Linked DNA regions of Mus musculus: regions 2 and 3 are each linked to region 1. The links are chromatin contacts, called in public HiChIP or PLAC-seq maps. All regions are on one chromosome and are shown on one strand. The core of a region is the stretch at or near the end of the contact, and the rest is flanking DNA. Distances in the headings are between cores, read along the strand shown. Region 1 overlaps Tmem132e (transmembrane protein 132E). Region 2 has its middle 73 kb from the start of Ccl1. Region 3 has its middle 23 kb from the start of Gm24612.

What was found. HiChIP or PLAC-seq counts read pairs in DNA pulled down with a chosen protein or histone mark.
Region 2: a contact with region 1 is called in an H3K27ac HiChIP or PLAC-seq map of large pre-B cells, with 3 times the contacts expected there. The contact joins two enhancer-like sites. A contact is called at or near these places in 2 of 39 promoter capture datasets (the C10 cell line and liver), 9 of 484 Hi-C or Micro-C datasets (the C10 cell line, erythroblasts, liver and 6 more) and 1 of 115 datasets of contacts at active chromatin or transcription factors (large pre-B cells).
Region 3: a RAD21 HiChIP or PLAC-seq map of pro-B cells shows a contact between it and region 1, with 6 times the contacts expected there. The contact joins two enhancer-like sites. A contact is called at or near these places in 2 of 39 promoter capture datasets (the C10 cell line and liver), 1 of 15 datasets of contacts at CTCF or cohesin (pro-B cells), 9 of 484 Hi-C or Micro-C datasets (cortical neurons, embryonic stem cells, liver and 3 more) and 5 of 115 datasets of contacts at active chromatin or transcription factors (differentiating embryonic stem cells, embryonic hindbrain, forebrain and 2 more).

What each region holds. Positions count from the first base shown.
Region 1 is chr11:82,409,235-82,411,934 of GRCm38.p6, forward strand. The region is part of intron 1 of Tmem132e (transmembrane protein 132E); the gene reads left to right. Among named protein-coding and RNA genes, the nearest start is that of Tmem132e, 22 kb to the left of the region's middle. Within about 2 kb of position 1,382, at least 7 of the 459 cell types and tissues checked have an H3K27ac peak or open chromatin away from gene starts, as enhancers often do. A contact at or near this core is called in pro-B cells, where this site is marked.
Region 2 is chr11:82,251,250-82,253,949 of GRCm38.p6, forward strand. No RefSeq gene overlaps it. Among named protein-coding and RNA genes, the nearest start is that of Ccl1, 73 kb to the left of the region's middle. Within about 2 kb of position 1,337, at least 11 of the 459 cell types and tissues checked have an H3K27ac peak or open chromatin away from gene starts, as enhancers often do. A contact at or near this core is called in pro-B cells, where this site is marked.
Region 3 is chr11:82,571,953-82,574,652 of GRCm38.p6, forward strand. No RefSeq gene overlaps it. Among named protein-coding and RNA genes, the nearest start is that of Gm24612, 23 kb to the right of the region's middle. Within about 2 kb of position 1,324, at least 4 of the 459 cell types and tissues checked have an H3K27ac peak or open chromatin away from gene starts, as enhancers often do. A contact at or near this core is called in pro-B cells, where this site is marked.

The DNA.
Region 1 (2,700 bases), core at 132-2,631:
ACCTGGACACTCTTATTTAATTCATTTGTAAGCTTAAAATGCCACTAGCAGCAGCAGCAGCAGCAGCAGCAACAGCAGCAGCAGCACATTGCAGACCCAGAAATGGCAAGAAGTTGCCCATGGGTCAGGTAGCTGTTGTCATTGTGGATCCAGGCCAACCAAGCTCAGCAAATGGACTCTGGAGCCTGGGCTCCTCATAGAGCCCCTAGGAAGGCTCTTCTGTCTGTCTTCATGCTCAGGAATAATGCCACTCAGTTAGACTTAGGCAACCACATCCTTAGAGTGTCCCCTTCAGGATCTCTTCCCTGCTGACTGCTCAGAGTTCTTTCTTCCATGGTCAGCTGATCTGTCCACACACCTTCTGCCACCCATTGCCCATAAGGAGAGGAGGTGTTCCCTGCTCCAACTAGTAACCCCCCCATTGCCCTGTCTCCTGACCCTCCTCATTCCTTACTACCTTCCCCAAACACAGGTACCTCACCCCATGCAAATGACCACTGATGTAAGAACCCAGAATCCTGAGGGCCAGGTTCTCACTCTGAGCACCTCCCACTTGCTATTCTTGGCTGTATTTTTGGTCGGTGTTTTGTGTTTTGAGACAGGGGCTCAGTGTATAACCCAGGATGACTTAGAACTCACTGTAATCCTCCTGTATCTACCCCAGAGTGCTGGGATTGTGGAATTCCTAGATGCTCTTCTTGCTGGGTGCTCTGCTCGGGCCTCCAGGTTGGAGCTCCTTAGGCCTGGGTCTATGCCTTCAGCAGCTCTGTTAGTTGTTTGCAGGTCTGTCCCCTCAGAGACCAGTTGTGACCTCTCTGTGAACCCCCTGGCATCCAGCAGGGCTGAGAAGAAAGAAATCAAAGAGTGGATGCACTCCGAGGAGAGAAAGCCCCGTGACTTGGGCCGAAAGGTCCCTATTTGTAGCAGATGCCAGCCTCCGTTACCCAGCTAGTTCTGGAGCAGGCCCTGTGGAAGCCCTTCTTTACTGCCAGTCCAAGGGGACGATGGGAAGGTGGATGGCACTGTATAGTACAGGTGACATAAGTCCAGAGAGGTTACTCAGAGGCCCACAGCAGGAAAGAGGCTGGACTAGGATTTGAAACCAGGTTCTCTGACTGTTCAGAACCTGAACTCGGCTGCCCAGGGTGTCTCTGGGAACCAGATAGCCTGGGAAGGACCAGAACGCTTGGAAGTTGCAAGAGCAGGCTGGGCTGCCCCTCAACTGCCTGCAAAGTATTTGTATTTCCTTCTGTAATCATCCGTGACATCCTGAGTGAGCAGACACAGGTCCCTTGCTCTCAACTGTTGCATGGTCATTTGAGACCCTCAGAGCATGAACTGTATGACATGTACTGATAGGCCCAGCTGAGAAACCACGCTATGTGTCAAGGCTGGGTGCAGCCAAGTGGCTCCTTTGGGAATAGAGGTTCGGGTGCCCTGGGAACCCACTCTGCTGCAGGTGGGATCATGTAGGAAGTAACACCTGTGGAAGCTAGTCTGCCCCAGCCTGTGCCCCATTCTGGCAGAGGATGAAAGAGTCCTGTGCTAAGATAACTCTAAGCTGTGGCCATGCCTCTGGGCAGAGGGAGGGTGGGGCAACCTTCAGAGGCCCCTCCACATGTCGGTGAAAGAGTTTTTAGTCCGATACTGTCACAGAAGTACCACATAACATGTACCCTCTACACATACACACTCAAGAAGTCCCATGATCTGAAATAAGTGAGGTCAGCAGGTGCCTGAAGGGTGACCAAATGACGCTGGGGTGTTTGCTTGACTGCATTCCTCCTACAGGGTGTATGTGTGTCTCTACATGTGTATGTGTGTGTGTGTCTACATGTGTGTGTCTTTTGCGTATCTCTGTATGTGTCTGCGTGTGTGTATCTGTGTCTGCGTGTGTGTACCTGCATGTGTATGTATGTGTGACTGTATCTTTATATGTGGTTGTGCATGTGTGTGTGTGTATCTACCTGTGTGTGTGTATGTGTATGTATGTATCTCTGTGAGCATGTCTCTGTGTGTATATCTGTGTCTTTGAGTATGTCCTATGTGTGTATGTGCATGTGTATATATGTGTGTGTGACTTGTATTTGTGTGTATGAGCATGTGTGTGCATACTTGTGTTTTGCCTAAGGATGAGCCCAAGGTTTGAACCACTGAGCCACATCCCTAACCCTCTTTTGAAAATTACATTAAAAATCTTTTTAAAGTTTGTGTGTGAATGTGCGCTCACACATGCATGCCACAGCATATGTGTCAGAGGACAACTTTCAGGAGTCGGTTCTCTTCCACCATCCCGGGATCTGGCCATTGAGCTCAGTTTGCCAGACCCACACAGCAAGCACTTCTGTGTGTTGCAAGGCTCCCAGCCCTCTTTTCACTTTTCCATTTTGGACATGGTCTCGACAAGTTGCCCAGACTGCCTTGAACTTGCTCAACAGACCACTCAGGTCTTTAACTTAGGACCCTCCTGCCTCAGTCTTACAAGTAGCTTGGATTACAGACTTGTGCCACAACACTGAGCTATTAACAGACTGCTTTTAAGGGAAATGTCTTTGATTTTGTTTTGTGAGAGAGTGTCTTATGTAGTCTAGACTGACCTTGAACCTGCAAACTTCCTCAGCCTCTCAAATGCTGGAGTGACAAGCCTGTACTGCCACACCTGGCTTTCCCACTCTGTATAGGCCGGTCATGTCTTAGTTA
Region 2 (2,700 bases), core at 87-2,586, 160 kb before region 1:
GGGCTGTGCGGAGGACACATGTCAGAAAGCTTAGGCTTCCCACCCAAACCCCCAACGCCACAGTGACCAAGTATAGGCTGCAGGGACTCTTGCGGAATCCTCCTGGAATTTGAGCAAATCACCACTTACATACACCCCATTGTCTCTCCGTGTAATGGGGTCCACCCTAGCAACTGCCTGACAGCTGTGCCCCAGGCACACTACAGTGTCAGATGAATAGCCCCTTCCCTTTGTTTCCTGTGCAGCACACAGTAGGTGTTCTGTGAGCATTGCCCAGACACCCTCCTCCCTCTGAAGACAAAGGAGGGACGGGGTGGTCCAGCAGTGTAATATCAAACCTGCTAGAGCCGCTCTTACAGAATGTTCCCTAGGATCTCACCCATGTGTATGTGTGCTTGCTGTTCTGGCCCCCTCTCTCTCTCCCTCTCCCCCTCCCCCTCTCTCCCCTCTGTCCCCCACACTTCCTCCTTACCCTTTCTCCTAACTCACTCCCACCAGCCTCTCCAGGCCCCACATCTAGGCTGTAGATTCATCATCTGCCTCCTCTACAGCAAGCTTAGTTAGATATAGCCAGTGGTCACACTTGGCAAGTCAACACTAGCTATACTCTTGGAGCCCCAGACACTGGAGAAGGACCATCTGTGACCATCTGGCTCCTGACCTAAAGCTGGTGCTCCAGTAACAATGACTTAGCATTTCTAGTCCCACCTCAGATCTCAGCCACTGATGTTCTCAAGGCTCCCCAAACCCACCTTGCCTCTTTGTTTAGGCTTAAACAAGACCCATCACCCTTCCCTGTGCAGCTAACATGCTTTCTACTAGAGGCCCCTAGAATGTCCTCTCCCTCTCCCTCACATGCTGATGACAGTTCCTGGGTTTGTGGTTCGAGGGGGACACGGGGTGAATGGATTGTCCTTTGAGATAGGAGGTCTATCAGAAGAGTTACTGACACCACAGGTGGACAGATGGACAACAGAATGGCAGGGGCTTTGGAGGAGAGACCTCTGGCCCCTGAGCCAGAGTTAACTAGGTAGGTCTCTTCTTAAGGGTCCCAGAGGAAGAAGGAAGTTTCATGCTCTGTGAATAGTTCACAGCATGTGCCCTGCCTGTAATCTGAGGGAAGGAACATAAAACTCCAAAGAGGTGGGGGAAGTGGGGAAGTGCACACATCTAGCTGAATGGTGCCCTTTTTACAGTAACCCTTTCATGGCCCAGATTCTGATGTCCTTAGAGAAATGAGACTATTACTTGCCATTCTCCTGGGATCTGTGCACCTGGGGAGTATGTTGAAGGGTCACATATTCACTGAGAGGCTCTCATCAAGGGCTTGTCATTTTCTTCACAGCAGCTGTGAGAAGGAGGCTGTTGCCGGTAGGTGTGGCCTGATCAGCCCCTAGCTTGCATCTAACAGGTGCAGCTTCCAGACTCTTTATGCCAGCACTCATCTAAGTCTACTTAGCCAAAGGTATCTGCCTGGATGGGCGTTTGTCTAAGTCAGCATCCAGGTTTGTATATTAGCTATGACATAGGCACCAATAGTGTCTCGCCCAGGAACAGAGTAGGTATGATGTGGGGGTTCTTCAGGATGCTCAGGGGATTCGGGTGTGAAGCATAAATGATGCGGTGATGCTGAGATGCCGGGCACAGGGTGAGAGGTACACTTCAGCCTGCATGTGCACAGTGGGGCCTCTAGTGCGCAGGCCTTCCTGTACAAAGTCCAAGGTGCAATCGTTCCATACATCAACATCCCTGAGCCTCCCAGTGATTGAACAAGCCTAAGCTCTGCTCCCAGGCTCCAGTCCCAATGGGTGCATGAAACCCCTCTTAAAAACCAATTTAAAAACTCTGAGTCATGAGAGTGTGCTCTTCCCCTTCCAGAGCATCATTCACCACCATCATCTTACAGTCTCCTGGAAACCTTGTCCTCTTCTTCAGGAAGGGGGCTTGGGAGTACAGCCCATTTGAGGCTGACTTGTGAATCAAATCCCATCTTGAGATCCTAACTCCTAACCTTCAAGGTAGGGTATGGAAGGTTCCTGGGCACGTAGGATCCGCTGGGATAAGAGCTCCATCAAACCTCAGGCTCTCCTTCTCCCAGTGCTTCCTTCTCTGTCAGACAAGAGCCAGAATGATCCCACCAACTCAGTACTGAGGATGCCGACAGATAGATTTCCTCCAGCTGAGCTCAAGCTCGGCTTCCTTCAGGGATTTCTCTCTGAAGGTCCACTCCTACCCCACATCCAGGCCCTGGAATGTCCCCAAGCCACACAGTGCCTGTTTGCAGGTCTGTCTTCTGTCTCCACAGCAGCCTCTGAGCCTTTTTACAACAAGGACAGGGTCTCATTCATCTCGGGGCTGCTGCTTGGCACAGTGCCCAGCACATCTTAGCAATTTCAGAAGCTCTCCTGGACGTCTGAATGAATGAATGCATGAATGACTAGCCTAGGACACGAACCAAGTCTGTACACAGTTATTTTGAAACTGGTAATATATGGGAGAAAGACTTGGTGAATGCTGGGGTAGGGGTGGGGAACTGGCCTCAGGCCTTATCCCTTCTACCTGGCTAGTCCTTGGGTTAATTTCCAACAGGTGGAGTGGCTGTGCAGAGCAGAAAAAGTGAGCCTTGGCCTGTGATGGGTCCTATAGCAATCAGCCCTGCCCAGGCCCTCATTCCTATCTGTGCCCATAGAGGAGGCCACC
Region 3 (2,700 bases), core at 74-2,573, 160 kb after region 1:
ATTTAACAATTTAATATTTAACACAAAAATTACAATGTAATATAATTGCTCTATTAACAAGGTAATTACAGGTTTATTTTTAATTAGTTCATAATATGCTACAGATGGTGTGGTTGGCCGATAGGACCAAGTTTAACATTGCAAGAGGAAGAGGTTTTTTTTTTGTTTTGTTTTGTTTTTTTCCATCCTAACAGTTAAACTCTGAGCCATGGAACTAGGTGCAACTGGAATTGATCTAAAGACATGAATTCAAGCCAGTAGGCAGGGACTAAACATTTCTAATATCCCTTTCCCATGCCCTCCACAGCAACCTGAGCATGAATCCTATGGTGCCTGAAAGCAATGAGCAGAAAAGAAATTTCTCAATTAACAGCAAAATGCCCTCAGACCAAATAAGTAGACTGAGGCTCTGTGTAGCAGACAATGCTGGGTTTGGAGTCTGGAAGCTATTTCCAAACATACCTCTTCAAGGGAAGATTCATGGGACTTCAGGAAAGGTCATAGGGCTCCCTCCAAACCTGGGCAGGAAGCAGGGCTGGAGATAGGTTAGGGGACACGTGTGACTCACTTGTGACATAGCCATGTGAGTGCCCGCCCCAACTGTCTTTCATCTCAAAGCCTGGGATGGGGCCCAGGTGCCCACAGTTGTTGCAGGCGTCATCCCTTGGTTGGGGGCAGGGAAGAATTCAGGATGAGACCAGAGACTGGGTTAAGAGGATCTACCTGAAGAAGGAGGTGGATATCCAAGAGGCAAGACCACGGCCCTCTTAACCGCTGTGCAGTGACTCTGCCTTTCCCCTGGATTCAGCTAAGTCTCTCCACCCTGGTGGAGCTCTTAGGGAGTACTGGACACACCTCTTAGATGTCACTGCTTCTCGCCTCAGTGGCTGCTCCCTTCCAGAGACTCCCTCCTCCTCAGGGCCACTTCAGCTCCTTTCTAGCTCCTCTGCCTGGTTCCTAAGTCTCAGGGTGACCAGCTCCAACCTTCCATGTGAACCCCATTTCCAGAGACTCTAGAATTCACATGGCCCTTCTTCACTTATGTGCTGGCCTGAATTATGCATGACTTTCCTAGGTCAATGGCTTCCCAGTGCAACCAAAACAGAACCAAATGGCACACTATGTTATGCCACCCAACAGGTTCCCTGGAGAGACCCTACCTATGACAGCAAAAGGCGTGTTGGAAGTTTGCTCAGATGATGTATTCTCAGGATCTACCAGTAGGGAAAGAAGGAAGCGAGACCCGAACTGCTGATACCACCACAGCCTAGCAGAGCCCACAGGAGATACACACAGCTGTCCCAGGCAGGGAGTCAAATGTAAGCTGTTTTTCCCAGAAGCAAGGCATGACCCCTGCTGGACCAGGTGGCTCTTCTTCAGCTCCCTGTGGTTTCCTGAGAGGGACTCAGCTGCCCGGGGATGACTGCCACCCATGCAGAGTCCAGTACATACAACTGCAAGGCTGGTATGACCTGCCTCACCCCCAGTGCCTCTTTCCCCACCTCCCCAACACCTGCTGTGCTCTGCTCTCCCACATTGACCTTTATCTGGCCAACCTCAAGGCCTCTCTGCTTTTGCTGCTTCCTCTGTGCCTCAGTTACCTCATCTGTGAAGTGGGTAAGATAAGCATTCCTACCTCACACCCTGTTGAGGCTTCCCCACACCACAGAGGCATTACACCTTCAGAAGTGACAGAGGATTGGAAGGAAGGAAGTTTCCCTCCCTTCTCATTAAAGCATGGCTGTCCTGTCTCCAGGCCTTGTCTCCAGAGCCACTTTCTCAGACACGCCCTTACCACCCTTGCCAGGCACGTACTCACCCGATCTCCCAAGTTATCTTACTCATAGTACTAACAGTCCCTAATATAGTCATATTACTTTGCAACAGCCATCTTCATTGGAGGTCATTTTGTCCCCCATGAGACCTAGGAAATATCTAGAAACACATCTGGATATCACATCTAGGCAAGGAGTGCTGCCAGCACCCATGGGTAGAGGACAGGAGTGCACAGCACAACCTCTACAGGTGTCCTCAGAATGGAGGCTGGGATGTCCTGTCTTCCTGTTTGCTTTGCTTCCTCCTGAGAAAGTCTGTCTCATTCTCTCTCAGGCCCACCATGTTCATATCTTGTTAACTGGCAGAGCCTACAACAGCCTTCATGTAGCAGAGGGTCTAAAGAGGTTTGCAAAGGAGGTGACCTACTTTTCAGCTACATCATCTTTGTTGTTGAAATCCATTTGCCCTTTGCTCTTTTGTGAAGCAACAAACACAATCATGGAACAGAACCAGTCGCCATGGGCATGCCTCTAACCACAGCATTCATGAAGCAGAGACAGGAGGATGGATGCAAGTTTGAGGCCAGTTTAACTTACATAGCACATTCCAGGGCTACATAGTGAGAACCTGCCTTCAAAATAAAACAAAGAAGCCATTCATGTAACTGGCTTGTACCAAGATCGTCCTTAGACCCATATTAAGGTGACAGATGTTCTGTATACTTGACCTTTGAGACCTGCTCACACATCACTTCCCTGTGAAGCATGCCCCGACCTTGCCCTGTAACTCCTACCTTCACTAAGCCATCCCTGTCTCCACTCTCTCTCCAACCCCAAAGCCCCAACCCGCTGAGCGGCAGTGAAGTTAGCTGGAAATGCCAGGCAGCTCTTGGCCATGTCGGATTCCCTCCCACGTTGGTAACAA